2 separate regions of the Sus scrofa genome follow, and region 1 is linked to region 2. A link is a contact called in public HiChIP or PLAC-seq data. All regions are on one chromosome and are shown on one strand. Each heading gives the region's core, a stretch centred on a gene start, on an enhancer-like site or on the middle of the called end of the contact. The rest is flanking DNA. Distances are from core to core; before and after follow the strand shown.

What was found. HiChIP or PLAC-seq counts read pairs in DNA pulled down with a chosen protein or histone mark.
Region 1: a contact with region 2 is called in an H3K27ac HiChIP or PLAC-seq map of skeletal muscle, with 11 times the contacts expected there. The contact joins the promoter of GALNT15 here to the enhancer-like site in region 2. A contact is called at or near these places in 8 of 47 Hi-C or Micro-C datasets (embryonic fibroblasts, epiblast stem cells, fetal skeletal muscle and 5 more) and 1 of 2 datasets of contacts at active chromatin or transcription factors (skeletal muscle).

The regions. Positions count from the first base shown.
Region 1 is chr13:3,324,430-3,331,627 of Sscrofa11.1, reverse strand. It overlaps GALNT15 (polypeptide N-acetylgalactosaminyltransferase 15), which reads right to left and starts at 1,539. Exons shown (of 10, transcript NM_001206447.1): 1 at 480-1,539. The coding sequence starts at 1,006.
Region 2 is chr13:2,879,232-2,886,955 of Sscrofa11.1, reverse strand. BTD (biotinidase) reads right to left here. Exons shown (of 4, transcript XM_013981377.2): 2 at 4,022-4,253. The coding sequence starts at 4,243. Among named protein-coding and RNA genes, the nearest start is that of HACL1, 42 kb to the right of the region's middle. Within about 2 kb of position 6,290, at least 27 of the 83 cell types and tissues checked have an H3K27ac peak or open chromatin away from gene starts, as enhancers often do. A contact at or near this core is called in mesenteric adipose tissue, omental adipose tissue, retroperitoneal adipose tissue and 1 more, where this site is marked.

The DNA.
Region 1 (7,198 bases), core at 290-2,789, 450 kb before region 2:
ATTCTTTTCATCCGAAAACAAAAACAAACAAACAAACAAACAAAAAAAAGCACAACCTTCAAAAGATCAACATATGCTGGAGTCAGTATTACAACTAGAAGTGTCTTGGAGAACATCCCCTCCCAGCCCCCTCTACATTACAGAGATAAAGCAATTTGACGTGACAATCCAGAGACAGAAGGACTAGAACCCAGGACGGGTAAGAGAGGGGACAAGGAGGGGCTCCTCCTTTCTGTCTCTGGGACAGTGGTTTTCATCAATCAGCAGGGCTGGTTAGAGACAGATCGCTGGACCCCACCCAGGATTTCTGCCTCAGCATCTCTAACAAGTCCCCAAGCGATGCCGCGGCTGCTGGTCCAGGGACCACACCTGGGGAAGCGCTGCCCTGAGACAATGGAGTCAGAGTTCTGCAAGGCTTCAGCCGGACTTTGCCGGCTGCTCTCCAGCACCGAAAAAGAGGAAGCAAGGGCCTTACTTACAGCGGATGCCGTACCTCAGGCAGCGCCCTCTGCAGGGGGATGCGGGCACTGAGCGCCTCCTCCAGGCCTCGTAGGGTCAGCTCCTCTTCAGATGCCTCCCCATCCTCCTCCTCAGCCCCCCAGTCCCTCTCCCGGACCTCCTCGTCCTGCCTCCTGCTCGGCTGCTTGATGAGCCTGTAGCTGCCACCTCTCCTGCCCTGGCTCTGGTTCCTTCTGGCCCTGTGCGAGGCCACGGCCACCAAGAGCTGATCCTCCCTCAGGGAGATAAAGGGTGGCAGGCCCTCCAGGGGGCCGTACTCTTGGTCCTCATCCTCGGACTCCAGCACCCACTCCTGAGATTCCCCAAAGTTCAGGCGGTACCCGGCTTCGGGGCTGCGTTCGGCGACCTGGGCCGTGACAACCGGGGGCCGGGCGTGCGGGGGAGGGTGCAGCACCTCCAGCATCAGCAGCGTGCATCCCAGCATCAGGAGGAGCAGCAGGAACTGCAGTCTGCAGGGTCCGTGCCTGCCTCGCTTCCTTACGAACATGTTGCTGGAACTTGCCAAATGCAACAAGTCATGTTCAAGTTCACTTTCGCCTCCTGCTCCAGGTTCCTTCAAGCTGGCAGCAGAACCTGGCTTCCTGGGTCTACCTGGAAGTTTGTTTGTTTGTTTTTGCCAGTCACTTAATCTGCTCCTTCTCCCGTCCCGACTGACATCTGCCGGCAGCGTAAGACCGGCTTCCACTTACAACCAGAAAGCCGAGAAAGCCGCGGACTCAATCCCACCACAAATGCTCTCTGAGCAAATGTCAATTGCCTTCCGAAAGACCATTCACAGGGACTTCAAATTGAACTGTTTGCCCCCCTTTGATGCCCCTTTCCTTTTGGGGGGAAAAATAATGATTTCATTTTGCTCAGGGGTCTAGTCCCACGTGTTTCGTTTTCCCCCTTGTATGCGTGGTCAGGTGGCTATAAGATGTATGAGGGGAGCTGATGGGTCCTCAGTCCCGCAGAGCTGACAGCTGTCCTCCTTTGGACCCTTCAAGTCAGGTCGGTTCAACAGATGTGGAGCCGGCAAGTAGCGCCTGATTTCCTTTCACACAGAGCTCCTCATACAGCCGGCTGCGAGGCTCTGCCAGACGCGGGCGGGCGTGCGCTCGCCTCGCTCCCGGTCCTAATGCCCTCCCTGTTCCTAGGCTTTGCGCAACCCCAGGAAGGCGACTACGGGGAAAACAAACGCCGTCACTGCTAGGACCAAACCCAACAGGAGCATCCGAGGAGTTCTGATTTGAATCTATTCCACAGCGAGGCTTCTTTCCCCACCCAAAAGGGCAGGAAAGAGTATCCCCTCCTGATTTCAGAAAGGCAGTACGGGTAGTGGAAATTCAGGTAGCTGGTTGGCTCTTTGCATGCTCAGCCTCCCAAGCTGCTGGCTGGGGTTCCCCTTTCTTCCCTCCCCACCCCCCACCCCGGTCCTCACCCTTCTGAAAAGGAGGGGTGCTTGGGGAAACGCTCTTGCAACAAGCCCCTCCTACCCACAGGAGCATCCGAATGCCAGCTCTGTACCGGCCTCTGAGCCAATGGGGGGAGGGGCGGGGGACGACAGAAGAGGAGGGGCCCTCTCCTTCGACTGTAAACTTCCTTCATTCAACCGAGAAATATTAATGCGCGGCCGCTATGTGTTAAATCTATCCTGGGCAGGGGGAGTTCCCGGCGTGGCGTAGGGAAACAAATCTGACTAGGAACCACGAGGTTACGGGTTCGATCCCTGGCCTCGCGGGTGGGTTGAGGATCTGGAGTTGCCGTGAGCTGTGGTGTGGGTCAAAGACGCAGCTCAGCTGGGATCCTGTGTTGCTGTGCCTGTGGTGTAGGCCATCGGCTACAGCTCCGATTGGACCCCTAGCCTGGGAACTTCCACATGCCATAGATGTGGTCCTAAAAAGCAAAAAGAAAGAAAAGAAAGAAATTATAAAAATAAATAAATAAAATATACAGTGGGGACAGATGGTGATAAAAGCTAAGGAGGAAAATAAAGCAGGGAAGGAAGCTGGGGAGCTTGGGTTAGGGGTTGACAGTTGACACTGTGAGCAAGTGTTCCCAGAAGCATTTGTGTAAGGAAGACAAGCAGTACAGTATGGAGAGAACTGGGGACAGAGAGGACAGCAAGTACAAATGTCCTGAGGTGAGATTTTTGCCTGGCCTTTTGCGGGCCTGCAGAGGGCCAGTGTGGCTGGAACAGAGTGGGAACAGTAGGAGTGAAACAAGAACAGTAAGAGGGGGGAGTGACGGGGGACCTTGCAGGGCATTTTAGGGATTCTGGCTTTTCCTCTGAGTCAGGTGGAAGCCCTTGGAGTGTTGTAAGCACACAACAGACACAATCGACTTGGATTTTAACTGGATCACTCTGGCTTCTGTGTTGAGATTAGACCGTGGGGGAGAACAGGGCAGAAGCAGGGAGGCCCATGGGGCGGGTGAGACATGGTAAGGACATCATGGGAGGTGGGCAGGAGCACTCAGCCTCTGATGGATTTTAAGGAAGAACCTATAGGATTTGTTAGGAATTGACACCCAGAGTGAGAGAGAGATGAGTCAAGGAAGATTACAAGGTTGTGGTCTAAGCAGTAGGAAGAGCTGAGCTGCCAGCAACGAAGATGGGGAAAGCAGGGAGCAGGGGCAAAACAGAAGCTCAGTCGGGGCATGCCCTGTTGGAGATGGCGTTTGGGCAGCCAAGGGGAAGGGAAGGGTGGGCAGCTGGACATACGGATACATGGGGGTATATGATAGCTGGGGGTCAGGGGTAGGTCTGGCCTGAAGATGTAAAGTCGGATGCAGTGGCACATAGATAGTGTTTGAAGATCCCAGAGGGAGTGATGTGGACAGGAGAAGGGAAGGGAGCCAGCTTGCTCAGAGTCCTCTGGCGCCTAGTGGATCAGGTTGATGAAGGGGGGTGGCGAGCTTCACCGTGAGACATGACTCTTCTGATGGCTGTAGTGCAGCCAGGCCATCAGGAAGCTGTGGGGTGGGGAGGGCTGCCACTGCACTTGAAATCAATTGATGTTGTTTCTGATTTGATGTTGATTTTATTTATTTCTTTTTTCAATTTAGCAAGACTTTTTTAATGATTTTTATTTTTTCTGTTATAGTTGGTTTACAGTATTCTGTCAATTTTTTGCTGTACAGCAAAGTGACCCAGTCACACATACATTTATACATTCTTTTTCTCACATTATCCTCCATCACGCTCCATCATAAGTGACTAGATGTAGTTCCCAGTGCTATACAGAAGAATTTCATTGCTTATCCATTCCAAAGGCAATAGTTCACATTGATGTTGATTTTAGATTGTGAGCCTAAACATCTGGAAAATAACAAAAACAGTTTTTCCTTTGGACTCAGTTGTTGCTTCCAGAGTGTGTGTTCGTGTGTGTGTGTGTGTGTGTGTGTCTGCACTTGTCCTTGTGTGCATTCACAACTGTTTTCCTTGAAGCCACTTAGATTCAGAGGTGAAAAAGTGCATCCTAAGAGACCATTCTCCACAGCCCAGCCCAGTGCCGAACAGACAGCACAAAGGAACTGCCGGATTGGACCGCATTTTCCAAATCTTACCTCAGAGTGTCCTGGGGGTGGGGGTTGGGTGACTTCTAGATTCAAGAGACAGGCATTCCAGGAGATGCAGTTTAGAATGTAGGGGCATCTGGAATTCCCATCGTGGCTCAGTGGTAATGAACCTGGCTAGTATCCATGAGGACACAGGTTCAATCCCTGGCCTCACTCAGAGGGTTAAGGATCTGGCATTGCTTTCAGCTGTGGTGTAAGTCACAGACATGGCTTGGATCCTGCATTGCTGTGGCCGTGGTGTAGGCCAGCAGCTGCAGCCTGGTTCAACCCTCAGCCTGGGTATTTCCATATGTCATTGTTTCAGCCCTAAAAAAACAACAATAAAAAAAAGAAGGTAGGGGCATCTGGAGGTTAATGACACTGATGGGGTAGAAATTCTTATTCCAGGAGACTTTCAGAGAACTAAGGGGGCACCTTCTTTATCTTCTCCAGTAACTTTGGCCTCAAACTCGCCAGCCTTCCCACTTCGGGGCGTTTACCTGGCCTCCCCTCCACTTCTCTCTCCCCAGAAACCCAGCCTTGTGGCTCATCTCTCCACTTTGATGTTGACTCCAGTGTTGCCTATTCAGTGAGGCCTCCCTGACCTACCTTTTTCCTGTTGGAAGCCCCTCCATCCAGTTGTGGCATTTTCTGTTCTCTTCCCCTGCTTCCTCTGTGGCTCTAGGCTCTTCTCAACCCTTGATGAGTAAGATACTCATCTGTGTCACTTTTTTTTTTTCTTTAGGGCCACACCCTCAGCATGTGGAGGTTCCCAGGCTGGGGGTTGAATCAGACCTGCAACTGCTGGCCTTTGCCACAGCCACAGCCACACCGGATCCAAGCTGCATCCTCAGCCTACACCACAGCTCACAGCAATGCCAGATCCTTAACCCGCTGATCTAGAAAGGGATCAAACCCCCACACTCATGGATACTAGTCAGGTTCCTAACCAGCTGAACCACAATGGAAACTCCCCATCTGTTTCACTTCTCGATCTGTTTCTATTCATGTTTCTCCTCATCATGGGTCCTGTTTTACTGGCTATTTACATGGCTAGTCATTTTTAGTTTGATGCTAGATGTTGCGAATTTTATCTTTTTGGATATTGGGTATTTTTATATTTCTATAAATATTGTTGAGCTCTTTTTTGGAAGGTAGTTCACTTTGAAACAGCTCCATCTTTAAGTAGTCTTTAGCTAAGGGTCCTATTTCCCCCCAACTACGGAAGCAAGAACCTTCTGCACCCTGGGTCTGATGCCCCTTGATGGATGAGGTTTTCCACTCTGGCTGGTGAGAGTAGGACTCTTCCCCGTGCTGTGTGAGCTCGGAGAATTCTCCCCTCTGCTCCTTTTAAGTGGTTCTTTCCCTGGCCTCCGGTTGTCTCTGCACAAGCATGTTCTGATCCAAACTCCTCTGGAGGCCCGGGATCCTTGCAAATCTCTGGAGCTCTCTGTGCAGCTTTCCGCTCCCCAGAGCTCTGCCTTGCACACTCTGATCAACTTGGCCTCCTCCTCAGTCTCCCAGCTCCACCTCTTCAAGTCAGGGCCACCCCCAGCTCCACCTTGGATCTCCTGCCTGCAGTGCAGCCTGGAAACAGTCTCCAGGTAACACACTGGGGAAATCTCAGGGCTCACCTCATTCGCTTCCCCTCTCTTGGGGGTCACCCTCCCTGCTACCTGACACCCTCATTCGCTTCCCCTCTCTTGGGGGTCACCCTCCCTGCTACCTGACACCCTCATTCGCTTCCCTTCTCTTGGGGGTCACCCTCCCTGCTACCTGACACCCTCATTCGCTTCCCCTCTCTTGGGGGTCACCCTCCCTGCTACCTGACAGCAACCCCTGAAAACTATTGTTTTCTATTTCTTCCAGGGTCTTTAGTTGCCCCCGAATTACTTGAGGAAGAGAGCACTTCTGTGATGTTGTCTTCACATGCGGTCCCCCTAGAAGCAAGCTCCAGGGTACAGTGGGTTTTGTCTGTGTGAATGTGCCTACTTGCTGCAATTTAATGATAACTTCAGAATGAACACCTGTGCCATTTTCAGTTTTTTGTGGACGTATGTGGAGTGGCCAAAATGTTGAGTTATGTGAAGTGATGTGTACATCCCCAGCTGAGGCCAAACCAGGTGACACTAACTTCTTTCTTCAGCTCTCATATTATAAGCAAATGTCCTTTCTGTGTTCTTTTTAGTGCCATGTTTGCGCACTTGTGTGCTTTGTCTTGGTGATTTTGCTGTTCAAAATGCCCCCCAAGGACTGGAGTGCTGGCTATGGTGAACCTTACAGGAAAAAATGCATGTTTCACAAGCCTCCTTCAGGCGTGGCAAGTTCTAATGCTGTTGGCCATGGAGCTCAGTGTTCATGAATCCAAGATATATATTCAATAACGTGTCTTTGAACATAAACATGGAAAACAATGTTATGTTTTGATTGGTAGACTACGAATCTAAGCCTGTATTTCCATCCAACCCTCTGCCCTGACCCACCACCACCCCACCCCTAGGAGCTGTGGGTCAGGATTCACTAACTCCATATTCATGGCAACTTGTGGCACATCTATTGTCTTGTTAGTACAATAAACCGAACAAGTAGGTTTTTTTTTGTGTTTTTTTTTTTTTTTCCAGGGAGGGGAGAGGGAAAGAGAGATGGGGAAGGGAAAGTAGCCTTTGAAGGGCATGTCATCGGGCGGGTACCCAGAGCTTATCGTTGGGAATGTCTGGGAGTCAGGGGAGAGCATGCCTCAGAGTGATGGCACCCAAGGGTGAGGGAGCTGGGGTGTTTATGCCCCAACCCCAATCAGCTGAGGACTGTGGGGGAGGGGCACTCATGGTCTCTGGGGAGCAGACAGAGGCACAGGCTGCCAAAGGATAATCCTCAGGCAAAGAGGTGCAGGCACTGGTGGTTGATGTCCAGCCTGGGTTTCTACTCCAGTGGGAGAGGATCTGAGTGTCTGCTACTGAAGGGATGGCCAGGCCTTGTAAACTCAGATGCCTTCAGAAGCCGGGTAGATAACATAAGCAAGAGCAGGGGGCTGGATGGGGCTGCAGGAGTCGAGTTTTCCTCCCTGTCTGATAAGGACAGCTGTTACTCAGCTACGGGCAATTTTTGCCAAGCAGGAAAATAGGCCAAGACCTGCCAAATCTCC
Region 2 (7,724 bases), core at 5,041-7,540:
AAAACTGAGATAATAATAAATATGTGGGAGTTCCCATTGTGACTCAGTGGTAACGAATCCGACTAGTATCCATGAGGACGCGGGTTCAATCCCTTTTTTTTGCGTCCCTCAGTGGGTTAAAGATCCAGCGTGGCTGTGGCTGTGGTGCAGGCCAGCAACTACAGCTCCGATTTGACCCCTAGCCTGAGAACCTCCATATGGTGCAGGTATGGCCCTAAAAAGGCAATAACAATAACAATAGAACATATGGTTTTCCATCTTGACTCTCTCACTATGGAACATCAAGACTACAAAGATACCTTCAGATAGATCACTTGTGTTATACGCTGGGTTATATTTAAGAGGACACTGCTGTTTATCCTCTACTATAGGACATTTGCATTATTCCCAACCTTCTGTAATAAAGGGAAAACTGTGATGACCATCTGTGTACGTGGTGCTCAGAACACTTCCTGAATGAGCACTGAGATTAATATTAATGAGCTTGGATTATTTCTTTAGAATAAAGCCTTATAAGTGAAAATACTAGGTCAATGTTATGAAAAATTTTTAACTTCTTAATATACATTGTCAAATAGCTTTCCAGAGAGCTGACAGCCACGTATACTTCTTCTGGCAGAATATGAGGTTGGTCATTTTACTGTACATTATTGACAAAAATTATCACAAATTGGATATAAATTGGATACATTCTTTGTCTACCTTTCCATGAGGTACCAGGGTACTTATTGATGGACAAGCTCACTTGAGGGTTATGTATCTAGTGAATGTACTACTGTTTGACTTCCTATTTTAAAAAAGATCACTCTAAAGATGACGGTTTTATCTCCCTTAGGACATTAGCCAGTTTTTTATCTACTAACAGATTCATTTCAACATTTATTTGACTGATGGATACACTCAGATAATATCTGTTCCTCAAATTCTCTTTTGCTTTTTTTTGCCTTTTTTTTAATGGCCACGCCCACGGCATATGGAGGTTCCTAGGCTAGGGGTCTAATCGGAGCTGTAGCTGCTGGCCTACACCACAGCCACAGCAATGCCGGATCTGTGCCACGTCTGCGACCTGCACCACAGCACATGGCAACGCCGGATCCTTAACCCACTGAGCGCAGCCAGGGATCGAACCTGCATCCTCGTGGATACTAGTCAGATTCCTTTCTGCTGAGCCACGATGGGAACTCCCTCAAATTCTCTTTGAACCAGCTCTACCATCTTACTGGTTCCTTCATTAATTAATAAGTTAAATAAAAGCTTTCGCATGCACATTCTCTACTTGTGTGAGAGTCACATTTTTAACTTTTTGAAAGTTATATTTGGACAAATATTTTCATTTATGAAAAAACTCTGAGAGCAGTGGATGGTTTCTTAGGAACAATAACTGTTATGCGTAATTAGATTAATATTAATATTAAATTGCATTTCCCAAATATCTGCCAGGAATGAGGAATCAAACCTGAGCCAGGGCAGAACTTGGGTCTGATGTGATTACCCGTGTGTTCTAGGAAGTCATTTGTATCCCTGATACAAGGCTTGAACGATTTTCAGATAGACCTTAGTGAGGTAAAAAATTCCTGGGGAATTAGGGCTGCCAACCCAGGTGATCGCCCAGCCTCACATCTCTAAGCCTGACTCCTTTTCTTCCCTGTAAATGCCTCTATCAAAAGAGAATTGTTTTGGAGTTCCCACTGTGGCTCGGTGGAAACGAATCCAACTAGTATCCATGAAGATTAGGGTTCGACCCCTGGCCTCCCTTAGTGGGTCGGGGATCTGGCATTGCTGTGCGCTGTGGTGTAGGCTGCAGACATGGTTCAGATCCTGAGTTGCTATGGCTGGTGCATAGGCCCGAAGCCACAGTTCCGATTCAACCCCTAGCCTGGGGACATTCCATATGCCGCATGTGTGGCCCTAAGAAGCAAAAAAAAAAAAAAAAAAAAGAGAGAGAGAGAGAGAGAATGGCTTTAATTGGCCTGCTTAGGAATCTCTGCCTTTTAGAGCAAGTTTGATAAAAAAAACTGACACATGCTTGGCATCAACCTGTCTTAGAGGTTGCTTTAACACATAACCACATAAGGGAACCCTAAAAATGACCAGATCAACAGCTTCATCCCTGCTCCTGGACCACAAACAGAAAAGGAATGATGCCTGCAGCCAGCTTGGGTTCAAGAAAAACATCTGTTTCACCTGGAGCAAGTGATGAAAATGCAAGGGTACACTGCAGTAAATCTCTGGGCTGCAGTATGGCAACTTCCAAGTGTGTTAACATGGTCTTAGGGACAGGATGGGGAAGAAGAGGGGGTGACATTTCAGCACCGTCCAAGCAAACGCCTCTGCAGAGAGAAGGGATCTTTGACAGGAGGATGTCCGTGGACATGGCCAGGGATGTTTTTACACTGACATCAGCGCAGACACAAATGAGGTGTGGATGGGAGGTGTGGATGGCGGAAAGATAACTGATCGTGTGATGTCAGTCAAGAGCCCCAAATGGCCCAGCAGGCTGGAATGATGAAATTTCACAGCATAAAGGTGAAGCTTTGCTCTTGGGTTAAATTAATTGACCTTACAAGTACAGGCCAGCCACGGCAGCACGTGTGCCCATGTGAAGAGGGGTCAGAAACTTTGGTTGACAGCAAGCGCCTTATGAATCCACAGTGAGATGTGGCTGCCAAGAGCTTGCTTTGGGGGGACAACACCTGGAATGAAAATGGTGGCAGGTCTCCTCCGCCCTGCCCTCCCTGGAACTGTGAGCAGCTCAGGGCTTGGCCATGACCCAGACGTCTTAGGCGGCAGGGCTGGAGCCGTGTTCCTCTCCCCGGAGATGCAGTCCGGAAGAGCTCTGGGGCCATGACAGCCATCCTCAGATTCGGGAAGAGAGCACGGATCTGAGGGATTCGGTCTGTTCTGTTCTGCTTGGGGAGGATAGGGCAATGGGTGGCAGTTACAGGGAGGCTGATTGCTGCTCATGGAAAGGAAGTCCTTTCCAGAAGTTCCCACCGTCCTCAAGTGGACAGTGACTCCTAGGTCACTGGAGGTGTCCAGAGAATAAAAGAGGAGCATCCCCCATCAGAAGTTGGAGCAGGCCTTCGAGGGCCCTTCTGATAACTGTGTTACATATACATATACTACAGGCTAGATTTTAAGTGTACGGTGGACCTGGCTGTCCAGGCAGTCCTGGCCACCTTGATTGAAGACAGAGTGTTGGCAGGACCTCTTGGCATGACCAGTCTGCCCTCTGAACTCACATATGTGGGGCTCTTCTGCTTGTACATAGTCCGCCTCCTGTGCAGGCGAGGCATGGCTTCCTTAAGCAGCGCAGGGCTGCCCCCACCCCCAGGGTTAAAGGCCAGAGGTCTCTCCCACAGACCATTTTCCTACAGTAAATTCTGGTGCCCACACCTCCCCACCATTCCTGGCAGGAGTAGGGATGTGGCCACGCAGGAAGCCTTTGTAAAGGCTATGCCTTGGCCCTCTGTCCACTGGGCTTGGTTCTGTCTGGACTGAGTTCTCAGGCTGTTCAGGCACAAGGACCAAAAGAGCCCCACGGAACTGGGAGGCAGCCACCAGCCACCCTGGGGCCATTTACCACTTGGAGAGCTTGAGAGGCCATTGTGCCTGGTGGCCTTCAAATTTTCTGCCCCTTTGAATGCATTGGGGAGTCTTAAAAAAATCCAGCCTGTACCCCAGCCGACTCTGCCGGCCTAGGAGCTGGGCACCCACTTTTGTTTACAGGCAGCCAAGCACTCCCTTGGCCCAGCCATGTGTGAGAACCCAAGGTCTGGCCCTGGGCTTCCCAGACTGGAGGAGAAGCATCACCTGGAGATCCTGCTAAAATGTAGATTCTGACTCAGCAGGTCCAGGGTCGGGAGGGGCTCCTGATGCTAATGGGCCTTGGACCACCCTCTAGCAAATGGGACTCATTCAACTCAGCTTTACCCCTGGAGCCCATTTCCCAGGGAGCTGCAGGGCCCACCGGCCAAGGGCTGATGAGCAGTGGACACGAGGCCCCAGGAGCACAGCTTGCCTTTTGAGCTGCGATCATCACTTGCTGTTCATAGATGTCAAGGTTCTGGTTCATGAGCTCCAAGGCCTGTGTGCGGCTGATGAGGGACAGCGGGTCCAGGCTGAGGATGGACCGGTGCTCATACACAGCAGCCACGTACTGGGCATCTTCAGCCTGGACCCCCAAGGCTGCCACGCTGCAGACACACAGGAAGAGGGCGAGCTGACGACTGGCTCCGGACATGATCAGGAATCTAGAATGTAACGAGGCAAGGAGAAGACAGCTGAGTCACGGGTCCTGCCAAGATTTCAACTTTCACAGCTGTGATTTATTAATCCCGGCAATTAAACTCACCCGCTGTGATGCTCAAAGGTTTGTTTCATGTTCCTAATAAGAGGCTATGTGTTTCTCTCCAAACACGTAGCGAGTTAGCTTTTAAAATGCCTCACTGTGTTAATGGTCTGGTTTTAGAACATTTCAAAACAGACCCGGTGTTTGCCACAATGTTCTTCCCCAGCAGGATGGCAGTCACTCTTCTAGCTGTGCGCCTCGGATTTGGGCAAAAGTAACTATTCTCATTATTTTACATAATTCGGTGACATAGTCCACAGCCCACCACCTGCCCTCCATACGCACAAACAATCCACAGCTATGACAGCTGTGATAACAATACAGCTCAGCTATCCTAGCCACAAAAACCTGATGGATCACTAGCCTTTGGTTAGTAATGAATATAAAGGGCAAACCTCCCTTTACACAGCACGACATTCTTTTTGGGGAGTCGGGGGAGCATGCCCGTGGCATGTGGAAGTTTCCCAGCCAGGGACTGAACCTGCACCACAGCAGTGATAACGTTGTGTCCTTAACCCACTAAGCCACCAGGTTATTCCAACATTCTTTAATCTGGTGCAGAGAAACTGCTGACCTCTACTTAAATGCCATTTTATGGACAGTCAAAAGAAGTCTTCCCATTAAAACATGACTTTTCCCCACTCCAAGACTCTTGGACTCTCTTGGACTCCAAGACTCTTGGGAAAAACAAGCATACTAGTTTGGAAATAAAATCCTCTTGCAGGATCCTGTTGTGGCTCAGCAGGTTAAGAATCTGATGGGTATCCATGAAGATGCGGGTTCGATCTCTGCCCTCACTCAGTCGATTAAGGATCTGGCATTGCTATGGCTGTGGTACAGCCCAGCAGCTATAGCTAGGATTTGACTCCTATCCTGGGAACTTCCAACTGCCACAGGTTTTGGCACTAAAAAGCAAAATAAAATAAAAATCCTTTTTCAGTAACCAAATGCAATCTTCTAGAAAGTAAACTCAGCTTTGCAGCTCCTACCATAAAAGATTTGAAGCAAATCATACCTCTGACAGTGACACTTCTGTGTGCCTTTTTCCACCCCCCCAGAATAGGAATTTTAATTTCTAATAGTTCTGTGTACTAGGTGTTTTAGAGTGAAGAGTCCAGTTCCGCCTTGAAAATCAGCCTGGCCTCCTGGCTGAAGCCCCTCCCCTGGCACACAGACTTCCCAGGTGGTGTGCCACGGTCAGGCCCCCTGCTCTGAGGCCAAGCGCCCAGGCTGACTAGCCGCCCTGGGAATCCAAACAAACATCAAGACAACAGAGACAAATTGAGGAACCATTTTCTCTTTAAAGAGAAAATGACACCCTGGCCAAGTCTACTCAGAACCCATGTTTGCATTTGAAAACTAGACTCTCCAAGCCACTGCACATTGCTTTTTCTCTCAAAAGTTCCAGGAACAAAAGCAACCATAATTATTTTCAGCAACAGACCACGGAACTGGAGTGCTCCATCAGAATCCTGGCAAACTCAGACTTCTCAGCATGATCAGCGTGCCCCGGCACCCCAGCCCTGCCCCATCTCAAACTGTTACTTCCTCCCCCAGGGAATAAACGTACCATCCAAATACCAGAGCCCAGGACAGGCTGCCATCCATCCGGGACACTGTGAACTGTGTTTGAAGATGAAAACAAGGGGCCTTTGAGTGAGCAGTCATGAGATTTTGAGTAGAAACAAAAGTAGAATTGATAAGCTTTCTTATCTGAATTTTGCCGCTGAAGAACAGCAAGGAATAATTTTTAAAGTCTCAAAATCTGTTTTCCACTTCATCTCTGGTTTCAGAATAATGATAATGGGGGTGGTGTGAGGGGGGAGACTTTTATCTTCAGTCATATTCACAGTATTTCTAAAGCATAAGGCTGTGGCCTCATTAAGGGATGGAGGGGGTGGGGGTGGAGGGAGCCCACGAACCAGGGCACGGTTGGGGGGGGTCAGGGGTCCTGGAGCCAGGAGTGGCATTGACACTGTCCTCCCTTTTCAGCTCAGAGCTGCACGGTACCGATTTGGGGACAGAGAACGTTTGTTTAAATCTCAGGGACTTGCAATCCAGCAAAACAAGGACATTGTGGGACCGGCAATATAGCACCTTTCTTTCTACTTTGAGAAAATACGTTTAGATTATTTACAAAAGGAGCCTGGTAGGAGAGCTGTGAGGGGCCATCATTTCTGCCTGAACAGAGGCAGGTCAGGAAGAAAAGGCTATGCGGATTCTTGCCAGTATTCACGTGAGAGAGAAGCCAGCCTGGTAAGGGAGGAGAGGATGAGTCATGATGATGAAAATAGGCACAGGAGTGTGCCCTCGCTGAAGAGTGGTGAAACCGCAGACGTTTTAACCAAATTGCAAACTCTGGTCTTCCCTCTTTATGTGGCACCACGCAGCAGCCGCAGGAAGGACCGAGCAAGGCCAGGGGCTTAGAGGGGCCTGGGCGCAGGCTGGAAAGTGGCCTGGTGCCGGCTCGGGACCAAGTGCAAGGGGGCTTGGGGGGCTCCCCAGGAATAATGGCCCCGGAAGTCATGAGGGTTTTGGGGATCCAGCAACTGATCCACCTGCAGCGCTGGCCAGGGCCTGGCCCATAAACAGAATGGTGGCTGGAGGTGTGTGTGCAGCCTGGAAAACGTGGCTACGAACATCCTTCCACCACAGGGCATCTGACACAAGGCTAAACTCCAGGAAGGCCCCACTGAGGTGACAGTGTGCTTCCACACTTTGCTTCATGCCCTCCACCAAGACGGGGGCTGGGAGGCGCTCACTGGGACATGCATGTGACACGTGCCAGGGCTCCACCTGGTGTGGGTGTTAGGGACCCAGCCGGGAAGGCACCCAGCCCTTCCCAGCGGACCCCTCCCCCATGTATGGGGAGACTGACACAGTCAAACACAAACAGCCCCCTGCTTAGGACGCTTTGACTTCATGATGGCTCAGAAGCCACATGCATTCAGTAGAAACCGTACCCAGAAGTTAGTATATGGACCTTTCTTGGGTGAGCGACGTGCAGTGCAACCCCATCTCTGATGCTGGGCAGGGCAGCCATGGCCTCCAGACACAAGGGTGAACAACCAACACACTGACCACCATTTGGGCCCACATCCCATCCTCTTTTCCCCTCTAAGTACAGACCTCCAGAAATTCCATGAGATAGTCAACCCTTTGTGGGGTTTTGGGGGGAGAGGGGATTTTTTTTTTGGCGTGCCTGAAGCATGTGGAAGTTCCTGGACCAGAGACCGAACCTGTGCCACGGCAGTGACAACACTAGATCCTTAACCCATTGAGCCACCAGGGAACTCCTCGACCCTTGTTGCAAAACAGGCCTTGTGTTAGAGGGTTCTGCCCCACTCACTTCAGGCTGATGGGAATGTTCTGA